4 separate regions of the Mus musculus genome follow, and regions 1, 2 and 3 are each linked to region 4. The links are chromatin contacts, called in public promoter capture Hi-C maps. All regions are on one chromosome and are shown on one strand. The core of a region is the stretch at or near the end of the contact, and the rest is flanking DNA. Distances in the headings are between cores, read along the strand shown.

Evidence for each region. Promoter capture Hi-C pulls out the DNA fragments that hold promoters and counts their contacts. Capture Hi-C pulls out chosen DNA fragments and counts their contacts.
Region 1: a promoter capture Hi-C map of macrophages shows a contact between it and region 4, with 6 read pairs. The contact joins the promoter of Dnttip1 here to the promoter of Eppin in region 4. A contact is called at or near these places in 12 of 39 promoter capture datasets (the 3T3-L1 cell line, 3T3-L1-derived adipocytes, the C10 cell line and 8 more), 1 of 15 datasets of contacts at CTCF or cohesin (the NIH/3T3 cell line), 17 of 484 Hi-C or Micro-C datasets (Sertoli cells, bone marrow-derived macrophages, cerebellum and 8 more), 8 of 115 datasets of contacts at active chromatin or transcription factors (embryonic stem cells, epiblast stem cells, forebrain and 4 more) and 4 of 9 other capture datasets (adipose tissue, embryonic stem cells, liver and 1 more).
Region 2: a contact with region 4 is called in a promoter capture Hi-C map of the SN4741 cell line, with 2.8 times the contacts expected there. The contact joins the promoter of Sdc4 here to the promoter of Eppin in region 4. A contact is called at or near these places in 2 of 39 promoter capture datasets (the SN4741 cell line and embryonic stem cells), 2 of 115 datasets of contacts at active chromatin or transcription factors (embryonic stem cells and pancreatic cancer cells) and 2 of 9 other capture datasets (adipose tissue and liver).
Region 3: a promoter capture Hi-C map of adipose tissue shows a contact between it and region 4. The contact joins the promoter of Slpi here to the promoter of Eppin in region 4. A contact is called at or near these places in 3 of 39 promoter capture datasets (embryonic stem cells, liver and stem cell-derived epiblast-like cells) and 2 of 9 other capture datasets (adipose tissue and liver).

The regions. Positions count from the first base shown.
Region 1 is chr2:164,744,229-164,747,705 of GRCm38.p6, forward strand. It overlaps Dnttip1 (deoxynucleotidyltransferase, terminal, interacting protein 1), which reads left to right and starts at 1,787. Exons shown (of 13, transcript NM_133763.1): 1 at 1,787-1,930; 2 at 2,479-2,549; 3 at 3,235-3,331. The coding sequence starts at 1,826. It also overlaps a transcript of Wfdc3 not described here.
Region 2 is chr2:164,441,424-164,444,764 of GRCm38.p6, forward strand. It overlaps Sdc4 (syndecan 4), which reads right to left and starts at 1,765. Exons shown (of 5, transcript NM_011521.2): 1 at 1,667-1,765. The coding sequence starts at 1,741.
Region 3 is chr2:164,354,963-164,358,021 of GRCm38.p6, forward strand. It overlaps Slpi (secretory leukocyte peptidase inhibitor), which reads right to left and starts at 1,545. Exons shown (of 4, transcript NM_011414.3): 1 at 1,226-1,545; 2 at 489-650; 3 at 1-63. The coding sequence starts at 1,310.
Region 4 is chr2:164,592,080-164,595,144 of GRCm38.p6, forward strand. Eppin (epididymal peptidase inhibitor) reads right to left here and starts at 1,492. Exons shown (of 4, transcript NM_029325.2): 1 at 1,347-1,492. The coding sequence starts at 1,437.

The DNA of each region.
Region 1 (3,477 bases), core at 537-3,036, 150 kb after region 4:
TAGTGTCCAGTGACACCGCTGAGCCCAGTAAGGTTAAGGGCAGAGTACAGGTAAAAACGTAACAACAAAAGACTATCTTCATATATCCAAAGCCAGGCATGGTAGTGTCTGCTTGCCATTCCAGTCTTGGGAAGGCAGAGAGAGACAGGTAGATTACACTGTCAGCTTGGGCCTAAATTGAAGCTCAGCCTAGAGCTACAGAGGAGGGTCTTGCCTAAGGGAAAACAAAAACAAAAAAGCCACCATTGTTTAAAGCAAGGAAGTGCCTTGTTAAAAGGTGGATGTTGGGGCTAGAAAGATGGCCCAGCAGTCATGGAGCATGTGTTGCTCTTGTAGAGGACCAGGGTTCAGTTCCCAGCACCCACAGGGAAATTTACAATTATCCATAACTTTATTTCCAAAGGATCCAATACCCTATTCTGACCTCTGCGGATACCAGGTACATAAATGATGTACATACATACATGCATACCAGCAAAACACTCATACACATAAGTAAACCTAAAAAAATAAAAGTGGACGTTGGAACATGGAACAAAACTGGCATTGTTGATTATCTAATATGTGTTTTATATGCAGTATTTTAATACATACAATAATATTTCAGAGGAAAAAGTCCTTAAGTGACGGTTGCTGGAAATTACTATTATATTAGAATAATTTAAGGAGTTACTTATACCAAAGTTTTAAGTGCTTTGCATAAAATAATCCAGCCCTAGTATCAACCATATGACGACTCTGGGGTCAATTTCCAACACGACATAAACCAAACGTGGACTGTGGCATGCCTGTGAACCGGCATTGTGGAGGTGGAGGCAGATCCTTAGTTACATGGTCCAGGCTGGAATACTTGAAACTGTGGACGAATGACCGTGCAATTAGTATGCAGGAGAATAGCGGTAAGCGATCCAGTCCCACAGCCAATGTTCTTAGCCTTTGGCTTTGAGACAGCTCTACACCACAGCTACTTCCTTCCTCGGTGTTGGGGTTATGTTATCACACCAGGCCCTATCCAACGTTAACGATCATATCACATCAGGTTGGAATCTAGATCTTTCCTAACACAAAATTCATATACGTTACACTACCTGCTTCTTGTGACCCGAGAAGAGTTATTTTATCACCCGTAACTGAATCCGAATTCTTTCACAGACAGCTTACCTCTCTGAGGTAGTGCTAAGAGGAGCTCTGGAGAACGCCACAGTTGTTAAACCTTTCATCCCCTACCTATCCCAGAATCAACCATCTAGGGGAGAGAAGGCCAGCTCTCTGCAACAGGACTAGTTCACAAGCCAAAACCCAACTTTCATTCTGATGCCTTTCGACACAAGCGGCAGCCCGCAAAGGCTAGTAGTATGGTGTTTAGGTGTTTGGGTATTTAGGGTGGCACCAACAACCCCTTCTTTTGTTGGCTTTCCCGGTTCCTGAGTCAGACTACTCCAATTCGGGGGAGGCTGTGCTAAGATTTCAGATGTTCCTGCGGTTTTCAAAGATTGAACTTCGGGCTGCCCTCATCCGAAGCCCCGTGCTCCCCCGCTGAAGTGTATGCTCTGCTGCCCTCACACCGCCCTCGTCCCTTGACTGAATGGCCCCCGAACACCCACACTCGGTCCCCAGCCGTTGTCTCCCAGGGGTCTGGAAGCCTCAACGTCGTCCCCGACACCAAAGACGAGGTGGCTCCTAGGCGGCAGTTCGGTTCCCATAGCAACCCCACGGCGCACGCGCGTCGCGCTTCCGGCCGGGTGGCTCGGGCGCTCCCGTGACGTCACGGCGCCGCTTTCCGGTGGCTGAGTCGAGCTGAGGTTGTTGTGGGCCGGGGGGCGCCATGGGGGCGACTGGCGACACCGAGCAGCCGCGGGGCCCCGGCGGGGCGGAGCGAGGTGGCCTGGAGCTGGGCGACGCGGGCGCGGCGGGCCAGCCGGTTCTCACGGTGAGGGCGCCCGGGCGAGGCCGGGGCTCGGGCCGGGCAGGGCCTCGGGCTCCCGGGCCCCGGGCCCGCGGGCGAAAGAACGCGGCGGCCGTGCGGCCCTGGGAATGTCGTTTTCTCAGTGCCGCTACAAGCTGGATTCAGATTGTAGCTAGGTGACGTGGGCCTGATGTGACACCCTCTGAGCGCCAGGTTTCTCTTCTGTGAAATGAACAGCAATAACCCGAGCTTGCTGGAGTTGTGGTGGGATGGGCTGATAAAGGCGGGTAGAACGCCCTGACTCGTCACCCGCCTCATAGTAGACCCTAGGTAAACACTGCTGCCCTTCCTCTTGCTCTTCCAGAAAAAGCGAGCTTTGGACATTGGTGACAGAAAACATTTTCCCAGTTCCTCCACCCTGACAGGGTCTTCCAGCCACTGAATTAATTCCCCTTCACCCCAAGGTGGGAGAAGTGAGAAGCAGGAACGTCTAGGTTTAGCGCCATACTCACTTTCTCCTCATCCTCACTATGAGAAGCCTCGGTGACATTTGCCCACTTGGTCCCCAACAGAACCCTTGGAACATAATGATAAAACATCGGCAGGTGCAGCGAAGGGGCCGCCGATCTCAGATGACCACAAGGTAAGGCTCGACCTGGGTGAGACCTGAGATCCAGTTGTGTGGACTGCAGTGAGTGCTTTGGGAACCCCACTGTAGGAGTCTGAGATCAACAGCCCGTAAAGAGCACAGGAGTGGGGAGGCTGTAACTTCCTGTCACCTTGTCAGGTCCACATCCTAACCAAGCAGGGAAGGAATGAACGTCTAGTCTGTCTCCGTGATTGAAGTCTGTAAGTCAGAGGATGTGAATTCAAGATTACAGACATCTGTTCTAATGCAGACTGAGATGTTTGTTAACACAAGCCTTTAGCTTTTCTTAGACTCTGTTTTCTCAGCTTTGACATGGGGCATCCAGCCTGGGGAAGGGATGGGCCTTGGGAATTCTTCTTGTATTTTTGACCTGGGATAGTGATAATCATTTATTAATTACAATACTTGGCAGAGGCAGGCAGACCTCTGTGAGTTTAAGGCCAGCCTGATCTATGTAGTGAGTTCCAAGACAACCAGACTACATAGTGAGACTCTGTCTCTAAAAAAGGAAAAGAAAAAATATGTGTGTATTATATTTCATAAAATACTTGGAAAATAATTCCTATTTCACAGAGTTATAATGAAATAAATTTTAGAATCCCATGTTGCTAACTAGCTGAGTAGTCTGGGAAGGTCTGTTTGGAACACTCCCCTGACTCTGTCTCCCCAACAACCCCAGTTTCACAGACCCAGCCATCTCTATGGATCTCCTCCGTGCTGTCCTGCAGCCTAGCATCAATGAGGAGATCCAGGGTGTCTTCAACAAGTACATGAAGGTGAGGACCTGGTGACTAAAGCCAACTGTACTACTAAACAAGACTGTACAGCCAGGTGCTGCAGCGTACGTGCCCGACCACTCAGGAGGCTGAGGCAGCTGACAGCCAGCCTGGACAGCACAGTAAGACCCCTTAGACAAGAAAAA
Region 2 (3,341 bases), core at 515-3,014, 150 kb before region 4:
CATGTGACTGGCCACATGGTGACCTCAGCCATCTCCTAGGTCCTTTTTCCTCACACTGCTCGGCCAGCATTCCTTCAGATGTCCACAAGGAAGGACTCGACTTCAGAATAGCCTTCAGCCGCTCATTTAAGGTTAATGCAACAGGAAGGCACGCTGGGCTCGCTCAGTCACCACCTTTCTGCAAAGATGCCTTCCCTTTAGTGGAAAGCCATTCCCTCATATTCTCGTTCATTCCACTCACAATACACCTTGAGGCTCTCCAATCCCAAGCATCAATAGATGTTAGACCAGTCTGGAATTATGGGAAAACGGGACCTAACAGCAGCCACAGGGACGAGAAGATAAAAGCAGGCATTTCCAAGTCTGTCTTAACTTCTGCCTGACTCAGCTGGTTGGTAGCTGTGTGACCTTCAGCAGGTTACTTAACCTCTGCCTGAGGACTAGTTTAAGAATGGTAAACAGGGAGGTTTTCTGAAATTAAACACGCTCGATTCCAAAGCCACCAGGAAGCCATCAGAGCAGAAACCAGCATGCAATGGGTTCCGTACCTAACTGCAATTGTGCTAGAGAGTGCATACACTCTCATCTCGAGCCTCCTGAACATAATCAACTATTCCCTAAATAAGCCCAGAGAAAAGGTGGCTTTCAAAAGAACATTAATGATTAAACTCCAGAGTCTCACTCCCCCTAAAACTTAGACTAACGGTACAAATGGCCCGTGCTCATGGGTCAGACCACCCTCTCCCAGGAACTGTCATGCCCTGTAAATTCCCTTGCCTCCTAAACGCCTGCTAGGACTGAGCTGATCCGGCCCTAGATCCTTGTTGACTCTGATCCTGAAAAGGAAAGGTTTCTTTAGGTTCCCTGGGATCTTTTCTCCTCTAGATCCTTCTCCGCACTCAGGTGGGTGCCTCAATTTCCCCGTGTGCGGTTTCAACCAAAACACTTCCCACAAAACAGTTGAAGCTCAATCTCTAGCCTGGAGCTGATCGGAAAGTTATCCTTTAAGTCCGCTCTGGAAAAATAAGGAACCCTACTTTTTGGACAGCCTAAAGCAGGAAGGGTCACCTCATGATATGTTCTGTAGATAGGTCAGGTGACCTTAGAAGGAGGTGATCTTGCCCCTTAAGTCAGTCGTACCAAGACTGTGGCCAGAACGAAGGCCAGGATTCAGTCTTCTCCATTCCCCAGGGTTTGTGAAACGGGGTCCTCCGCACAGCCCTAAAGTGTTCCAGCTCCCGAATACAAGCTGCCCACCCCGTCCCCAGACCATCTCAGATTCGAGCCTCCTGCTATGGACACCCAGAGGGCCACTCCGCGCGCAGCGCCAGCACTGGGATCACAAAGTAGGGGTGAGGGTGTGGGAGGAGAAAAGTTGACACCAACTTAGTCACGTCCCACCCGGGAGCCCAGAGGCCAGGCTGAGTCCAGAGCTCAGAGCAACAGGCTAGGGGTGCACGGCGCGTGGAAGAGTCTCCGGCAGCCTTCTCGAGACCCAAGAGCAAAGTTTCCTCACAAAGTTTTCCCTGTCTCGGCGTCCAGAGGGGGTTGGGGGGAGGGAGCACAGTTCGCGATGCACCCTACTCCCTCCGGATCCCGGGATTTGAGGGGACAAAGAAGGCACCCCCCAATTCTCCCCCCTCCAAGACATCCTTCAAATACATACCGACTCTCCGGGGACCAAGGGGAAGCCTCCGAGGAGCAGCAGCAGCAGCGGCGCAAGCAGGCAGGCAGGCGCCATGGCTTCAACAGCGCAAACCAGTGGCCCGGAGCGGGCGCGCAGCCCTTCTTATAGGCAGCAGCCCTGCCCCGCCCCCAGTGCTCGCCCGCACCGCCCGGAATTCCCCCGGGAAAGCTTAGGCCTGCGGGGTGCTGCGCTGGGCAAGCTGGAAACCACTGGGGTGGGACCCAACCCGCCCGGGGACCCGCCCACAGCGTGCCTGCCGGCTCCAAACTGACCTCAATCTGTAGCTCCAGGAGCTGCAGCCCATGATAGTTAACCGATCTACTGCGAGGCAGTCTGCCTAAAATCCGAGGATCACTGCTTAGCCCCCAATTTATAGCTGGGGAAACTGAGGCCCATAAACGGGGTAGGATTGACTAGGGGTCTGCTGTTTTTACCAGTCTTCAAAGCGGATGCGCTCCGCTTTGTCAGGGAGTATTCCCCAAGTGGCGCTTGAATTCGGATAGTTTTTGATTAGCAACTCTGAACCGACAACGACGAAATGGTTCAAGTTTTTCCAGGCCTGCTGTCGAAATTATTCCAACCCCAGGGCGCCAGCGCAGAAGCAGCTGGAAAGACAAAGGAACGAGCCTGCCTGTGCACTAAACAGTGTGATTTATCAACTGAAGTGTGAATTGTGTGTAATACTCACGTGTCACGAAATAGTCTTACTCTTTTGACTTGTCCTCTCAATTGACTCTCTTATTTCTCAAGGCGGCTTCTACACCGGATCCAAGAATGTTGCTTCTAACACCATCCTAACAAAGTAGGTAATGGTAAGATTCTTTAGTCCCACCCTCAGCACAGATACTGATGGAATCAATAATCGAAAAACTGAAGGACACACACACACACACACACGTGATAGGGAAGGGCTGTCATCCTGGCATTTGAGATACTGAGGCAAGGGGACAGTCGGAGTTTAAAATGAGCCAGCTGGTGTCAGTGTGAAACCCTGTCTTTAAAAAAGTAGGGGGAGGGGCATGCTAGAACCATCAATCAAAACTTTTGATCTTTGACATACCGATACATTGTTCTAAGGGTACATTTGTGCATACATAATGTGGTTTTGGAATTAGGGCATTTTGGCCTGTCTTAGGATATTCTGAATTCACATACTTTCCAAGGTAAATATGACCCCTCGCCCCTGTTCCTCTTTGAATTGCCTAAACTAACCCTAACTCACTATGTCCCAGCTCAGCACTACCTCCTCCATAAGAATACAGGCAGGGCATACTCTGTCCTGTTCTATTCCTTGGCTTTCCTTATTCTAGCCCTTAATTATTTTCTGAGAATTAAAGTCTCTTGTGGCAGAGAGCTTTGAGAGAAAAACAGTTTTCCAATACTGACCGTGGGTTTATCTTGCCCCAGACTTAACGGTGAGCAATTGTTCTCAATTATTTGAATATACTTCCCTAAAAGTTGGGCACTGAGAAAATAAATGAATCACTCTAACTAGAATAAGAAACTCTTTCTCATAAGCCGGGTGTGGTGACATGTGCCAGTAGATTTCTGAATTCAAGACCAGCCTGGTCTACACAATGAGTCAGGGCTATGTAGAGAGACCCTGTCTCAAAGGAAGGAGGATGACAAGGAGAAATCCTTTCTTATTAGGCAT
Region 3 (3,059 bases), core at 295-2,794, 240 kb before region 4:
TGGGAGGGTTAAGCATCATACATCTTGCCTGAGTTTTGACGCACCTCCCAGGCTTCCTCCACACTGTTGAGAAAGGATTCACAGGGCCGATGTCTTAGGGCTCAGGCAACACATCTCCATGTCTTTAACCCAACATCTCCTTCCTGAGCGAGGAAGTTCGTCCCCATCCACCCATCACCTTTGTCACCTCCTCCCAAACACGCCTCCTGAAAGAGGACCTGCTTCCTCGCTACCATCTAGCCTCCAGCCAATGCAGGGGACCAGCTCTCCAGCCCCGAAAGGGCCGAATGGTTGTAAAGCCATCATCCTCACAGAGTGGCAACTGCAGGCAAATGGCTCTTCCTGCCAATGGCAGCAAGAGGCCTTGACTAACTGACATGTTGGACCCAACAGCTCTTAGAAACAAGGATGCCTGGGAGGGACTCTTCATTCACTCTGGGTGGCTCTTGACGTTGATTGTCCCCTCTCTGTTTTCTCTGCTGGCTCACCTGGTTTGCGAATGGGAACAGGATTCACGCACTTGGAACCGCAAGCATCTTGGCAGCACCTCTGCTTTCCCGGGCACTCCCAGTCAGTACGGCATTGTGGCTTCTCAAGCTTAAGGCACTGGGCAGGCTTTTTAGCAGGGCAGGCTCCGATTTTGATAGCATCTAAAGAGAAGCTCAAGATGTTAGGAGGGTACGGACTATCATCATTCCTAGACGAAGGTCCACATCTCAGAATATAGACCCTCATTCCAGTGGCCCACAACTTCAAAGAGAAATACCGGGCTGACCTAGGGAGGAAAAGTCAGACTTGGTCAACCAAGACATGTGACCAGGAAAAATCAGACTGAGGATAAAAGGTACCGGGCTCCCAGTCAAGGTTTTCTACCTCAGGGCTAAGCAAGATCTCACAAAGACAGAAGGTGGGAGCAGGAATAATGGAGACCAAGAGAAATAAATAGGAAGGGAACTAATATGTGAGATGCTGAGAACTAAAGCCAGAGACAGAAACAAACAGAAAGGCTAAAGGGCAGGGACAGAGCTGTGTGAGACCTGAGCTGACAGGATGGCTGCATAAGAGGAGCACCTCTACATGCCTTGAAACTTCATCAAGACCTCAGACCCCAGCGAGACACAGATGTCGCCCTGAGGTCAGAGTAAACTGAAAAACAGCCCAAACCATCAGGAGCCCCCACCTCTGATACTCCAGGCAATGTTGGACCAAAGCAACTCCAACTCACCATTTTTGCCTCCTTCCACAGTCCAGGGTGCCAGGATCCCCAGAGCAAGGAGCACCGTGAAAGGTAAAAGGCCGCAGGACTTCATGGTGAAGGCAGGGGAGCTCTGATGACCAGTCCCGAGGATCACTATTTATGTCTTTACCAGGAGGCGTGGCCCCAGTGGCATGCATTTGGCCCCTCCCTGTGGCTCTTGCACAGGCAGGAAGCTTAGCCACAGAACAGGAGTCTTGCTGCTACAGAAGTAGGTGGCAGACTTTCTGTTTCAGGCAGGACCATGAGGCCATCAGAGTAACCACCTGAGAGCTGAAAATGACAGAAGCTGTCTTGGAAGTTATCAGCAGAGGGACATTGCAAGTGATCACCTGAGCCCTGAGCATTGTGAAATCCCAAGACTATTGCTCTCACTAGTAGAGAAGAACCAGTCACAAAAGGGTTACCCTAACCTGAAGCTGAGACATCACACGTGGACTCTCGGCTGAAACTCTGCCATACACCTCTATTTTTTTTTTTTTTAATGTTCCTGGACTTTCTGGGATTTTGAAACTCTAACCTATTGCTCAATACAAATTCCTTCTCGAGATGAAGATGACGCATGGCTCAACCAACTGATGTTGATTTCTGCCAAATCATTTGCACCGCTGTTTGCCCGGTGCCCATTCCATGACTGGAACCTGGAAAGCAATCCCTAAACAAATGAAAGTTACACACAGAAGGGCCTTGCCTTCAGCCAACCTTGTTGGAGCTCAGTCTCTTAGTCGTGAAACAACTTGGGACTGGTTTTAAGATTAAGGGCTTAAAATGACCCTTAAAGTAATGAATGAATTGCATCAATGGCTAATAGAGATCACTGATGCGGACTGGAGGAAAGAGACAGGGCCTCTTACTCATCGCTGCAATCAGCGTGGAGCTGTGGTGTCCTTTGACTTGTTAAAGGAATTCATTCTTCCTACCCCTAAATCCTCCACAGGCTTCAGATGTCAGCCAAAAACTATGGCTGCCATGCATTCCGCCCACTATGGATGCTCCCTGGTGTGTGTTGATTGCATCCAATGATCAGAAGAGATATCGTTCTCTGTAGACTTCAACCCAAGATTCCCTTCCTACAAATCCCGAGCCTTCCTGCAAATCCTGAGCCTTACGTCAGCATCGTGGCACCATCTCTGTAGATTCCATATTTGTGCATTTATACCATTTGCCTCCTCTGTCTACCCCCTCCAATCTCACCCCCCACCCTCCTCCTTCTCAAGTTCTCGGCCTCTCTTGGCCTCTCTTTCTTTAATTATTACTGTTCTGCGTGTATATGAATAGATATACTGATACAACCTACTGAGTCAGGTTAGTGCTGCTCATGTGTGTATGTCTTTTAGGGCTGATCACTTGATATTAGATAGCCAACTGGGCTCATCCTTAGGAAAGACCCCCTCTCTTGGCAATCTTTAAGTACCTGTATTTTATCATCTAGGGGTGAAGCTCCGAGAGATTCCCCCTTCCACCATGGCATGTCAACTGGTATCCAGGTCTTATTGAGGCAGCCATGATGGATGTTGAGATGTCATGGTCCTTGTAATTTTCCCACTTGTTCCTCAAAGGAAGTTTGTAGACATTGAAACAGACACAAAAAGGCTATGTGTTAAGTACTGGGCTCCACAAGGTATTCTCTAAGCCAGGAGCCAGCTGTTAGCAGAGCCTTTTATGCAGAAATTATTCCATGGTTTCAATTTTGGTGCCAAAGAAAAGGGAAGAAAAAAATCAGTATGTACTGAGTTACTACAGCCAGTGGTGTGGACTGGCTGCTAACTAGCAAACTTGTAGAGGTTGTAGGAGAGAAATGGAA
Region 4 (3,065 bases), core at 242-2,741:
AGACATCCTGGGCACTCCATCCATCTCCTAACAATCCAGACACTCTCCAGACCCTGGGAATGCCTCCTTGGGAGTAGACCCTTTCCACTACAGCCTCTGTTTCCTTTGTTCTAGCTATTCAGTTATGTCGTGTTGCTGTTTTCCTCTAGAGGGCAACATTGCACAGTGATTCCTCCCCCACCTGCAGCTGGGTTTTGGAATCCTAACTCTGCCGGGAGTGTGTGTGTTGTGGAGGAGAAACAGGATCCTAAATACATTGTATACAATTTTCAACGGGTTAATACAGGTGTTATCGTAGAAAAATCTTTAGTTGGTTGAATGCTGGTAGCCTTGTGATGGTGGGCACATTCTTTAAATTCTGTGTCTTCTAGTTTCAAAGAGGGAAGTTTACGGACAAAGAGCTATATACAACTAAGGGGTGCTAAGTTCAGGAGAAATAGTCTTTCCCAGGGAAGACCCCCCTAATTTAATTGCTTATCCAATACCAAATGGTCAGCCCTGAAATCATATACATACAGAAAATAATAAACAGACACAGCAGGCTGTATTTATTTAGGCTCTCTCTCTCTCTCTCTCTCTCTCTCTCTCACACACACACACACACACACACACACACACACAGATAACAGCAACAATTAAAGAAAAAGAGGCCGTAGTTTCAGACGGAGTGGGAGCAGGTATGTAAAAGGAATTGGAAGGAAGAAAAGGAAGGGGAAAATTATATTTTAATGTTTAAAATTCCAAAATTTTAAATTAAAAGAATAAAACAGGAGTGTTGATAGGACTTCCTCTCGTAGAGTTCTTGTGAGGATTAAATGAGATAGTGAACACAAGCAAATGTTAGCTAATACCTGCAGAGCGGTCACCGTGGGGGGAAGCTTTACTCTGTCCTGTTTCTTCACCACAAAGCTGTAGGGCCAAAATTCGTTTAAAATGAAGAAATCAAGTTCCAGAGAGGACACGTGGAAATTAAATATTTTGCTCAAGATCACCAGGCTACCAACTCTGTACAACCCACCAACTCTGACCCCAGAGCCCCCAGACAAATATGTCTGTCTACTTCTTTAAGAGGTGAAAGGTCTTCCCATTAATGTTGGAACCATAACCCTTCCTCACCTCCCCTTTTTAAAGGGACTTTGAAGGTGTTTCCCCAGACCCCTGTCCCTGTATCAACACAGAGGTCGTTGTAACACTAAGAGACCTTATAAGTATCTCTCTCCTCTCCTGAGCCACACCCAGGAAGGAGCTGTAGAAAGGTGACCCACACCTGAGGAATTGTTCTTTGTCTCTTCCTTCCAGTAAACTTCCCTTTCTCCCAGACAACACTAGAAAAAAACAGTACTTACTGGGAAACAGCAAGTCAGCTAGACTAGGTCCCTGGACTCTTGCAAGCAGGCCAAATAGCACAAGAATGCTCACAAATCCAGAAAGCTTCATTCTGGCGAGGGGCTGGCCTGGCTGGTAGTTCTAGAACATGGAAATGTCTGCTGCCTTCGCCCATCCGATTCTCTCAGTAGGCTGTACCTTGGCTGTAAGAGCTGGAGAAAAGCCAGTCACCTACTATCTTGCTGGGAACACCAAGTTCTCGAGATCATAAGTGGAGCTAATGACATTCACAGCCCACATCTATGGAGAAAGCCTTTCTGCTTGGACTGCATAGGGCTAGCATTCTGGTCAACCAGGGTAGTGCCCAAAGTGTACTCTACACCATCCATGCTGCACTGAGGGTCAATGCTGTCCTCTTGGGCCTTCATCTTGATAACTCAAAGTTAATGTGGCATGCCCTCTTTACCATTAATTTACCACTTTTAAAACACTCACTCCGTTAAGCACACTCTCTATTGTCTTAATATCTCTTCATGTTTATTCCCATGGTAGGTCCAAGGTCTCTGTGTTCCCTTCTCCCTCTCCCACAGTTTCTTCCCACCGTTTTCCCATTTATCATCTCTCAGGGACACTTTTTTTTTTAAATGAAGGCCAAAGAGTAAAGAGTTGCCAAAGAGAGCACAGGACTGGGGAGAAACCAGGTGGATAACAGAGTCTTTAGATAGCATTTGTCACAGTGTTGTTGAATGTTGCAGAGCGCAGGGAGCCTCCACCACATGACAGAGTGTTGCCTGAGAAGACACTGAAATAAAGACACGGGTCTGAGAGACTACAGCTGAATCAAGGACAACACTGTAGAGCTGCTGGATACTAAGTGTGCTGTCAGAAGAAGGGTGCACACGTGAGCAGCCCCCTCCTAGTTGTGCATCTCCAGTACCAGCTGCTGAACACTGGGCTAGAAGGCAGAGAAGCTCTCTGCGAAAGGGAAAATATTAACAGCCAGATTCTACTTTCTTTCCCTGTGCTGGTAACATATTGTGCAGGTCATTGTTCTCAACTTGTTTTATGTGATAGCTAAGCACACAGCCTCATCATCGGGATCAGAGGCAGAACCCCCATGGAAATCCCATATCAGCAGATTTGCAATGTCACTTAAGGATTATTTCTCAAAAATGCTAAAATGATTTTGCTGGGGATTAAGCCCAGATCTGCATAGGCTGGGAGACACTCTCCCATGGACCTACAGCTCAGGTCTTAGAAATAGAATTTCTACTAGACAACCTGATCTTCTTGGACTTCTGTATTCTCTCAAAGACAGCCAGCAGGCGAAAACTTGGTGTTTCTAATCTGAAAGACCCTGGGGTATTTTATCTTGCAGCAGGATTATGTGACCCAGAGCAGAAAGGATTCTAACAAGTATCACCCAGCCAGTGAATGTGCGAGACAGGATTCCAGGGCACCGAGTCTGTGAGTCTCCACCTCAGGCCACTGGCTGGTGATGAGGATCTAATTTATTGTAGACTTGAAGGAAAGAATTGTAACCCTAGTCCGAAGGGAAACAAAAGTAGCCCATGTCAGTAGAGACAGGCTGAAGGACTACGGTTAAAACACTTCCTGATGACCCCTGAAGGCTAAATCTGCCTTCTTCCTTAAACTCTCTCAGGGGATAAAAAAGATGCTAACATGTCCAGGTTATTTTACCACATTCTATTTGACCTGTCTGAGTTGCATGTCAGTAC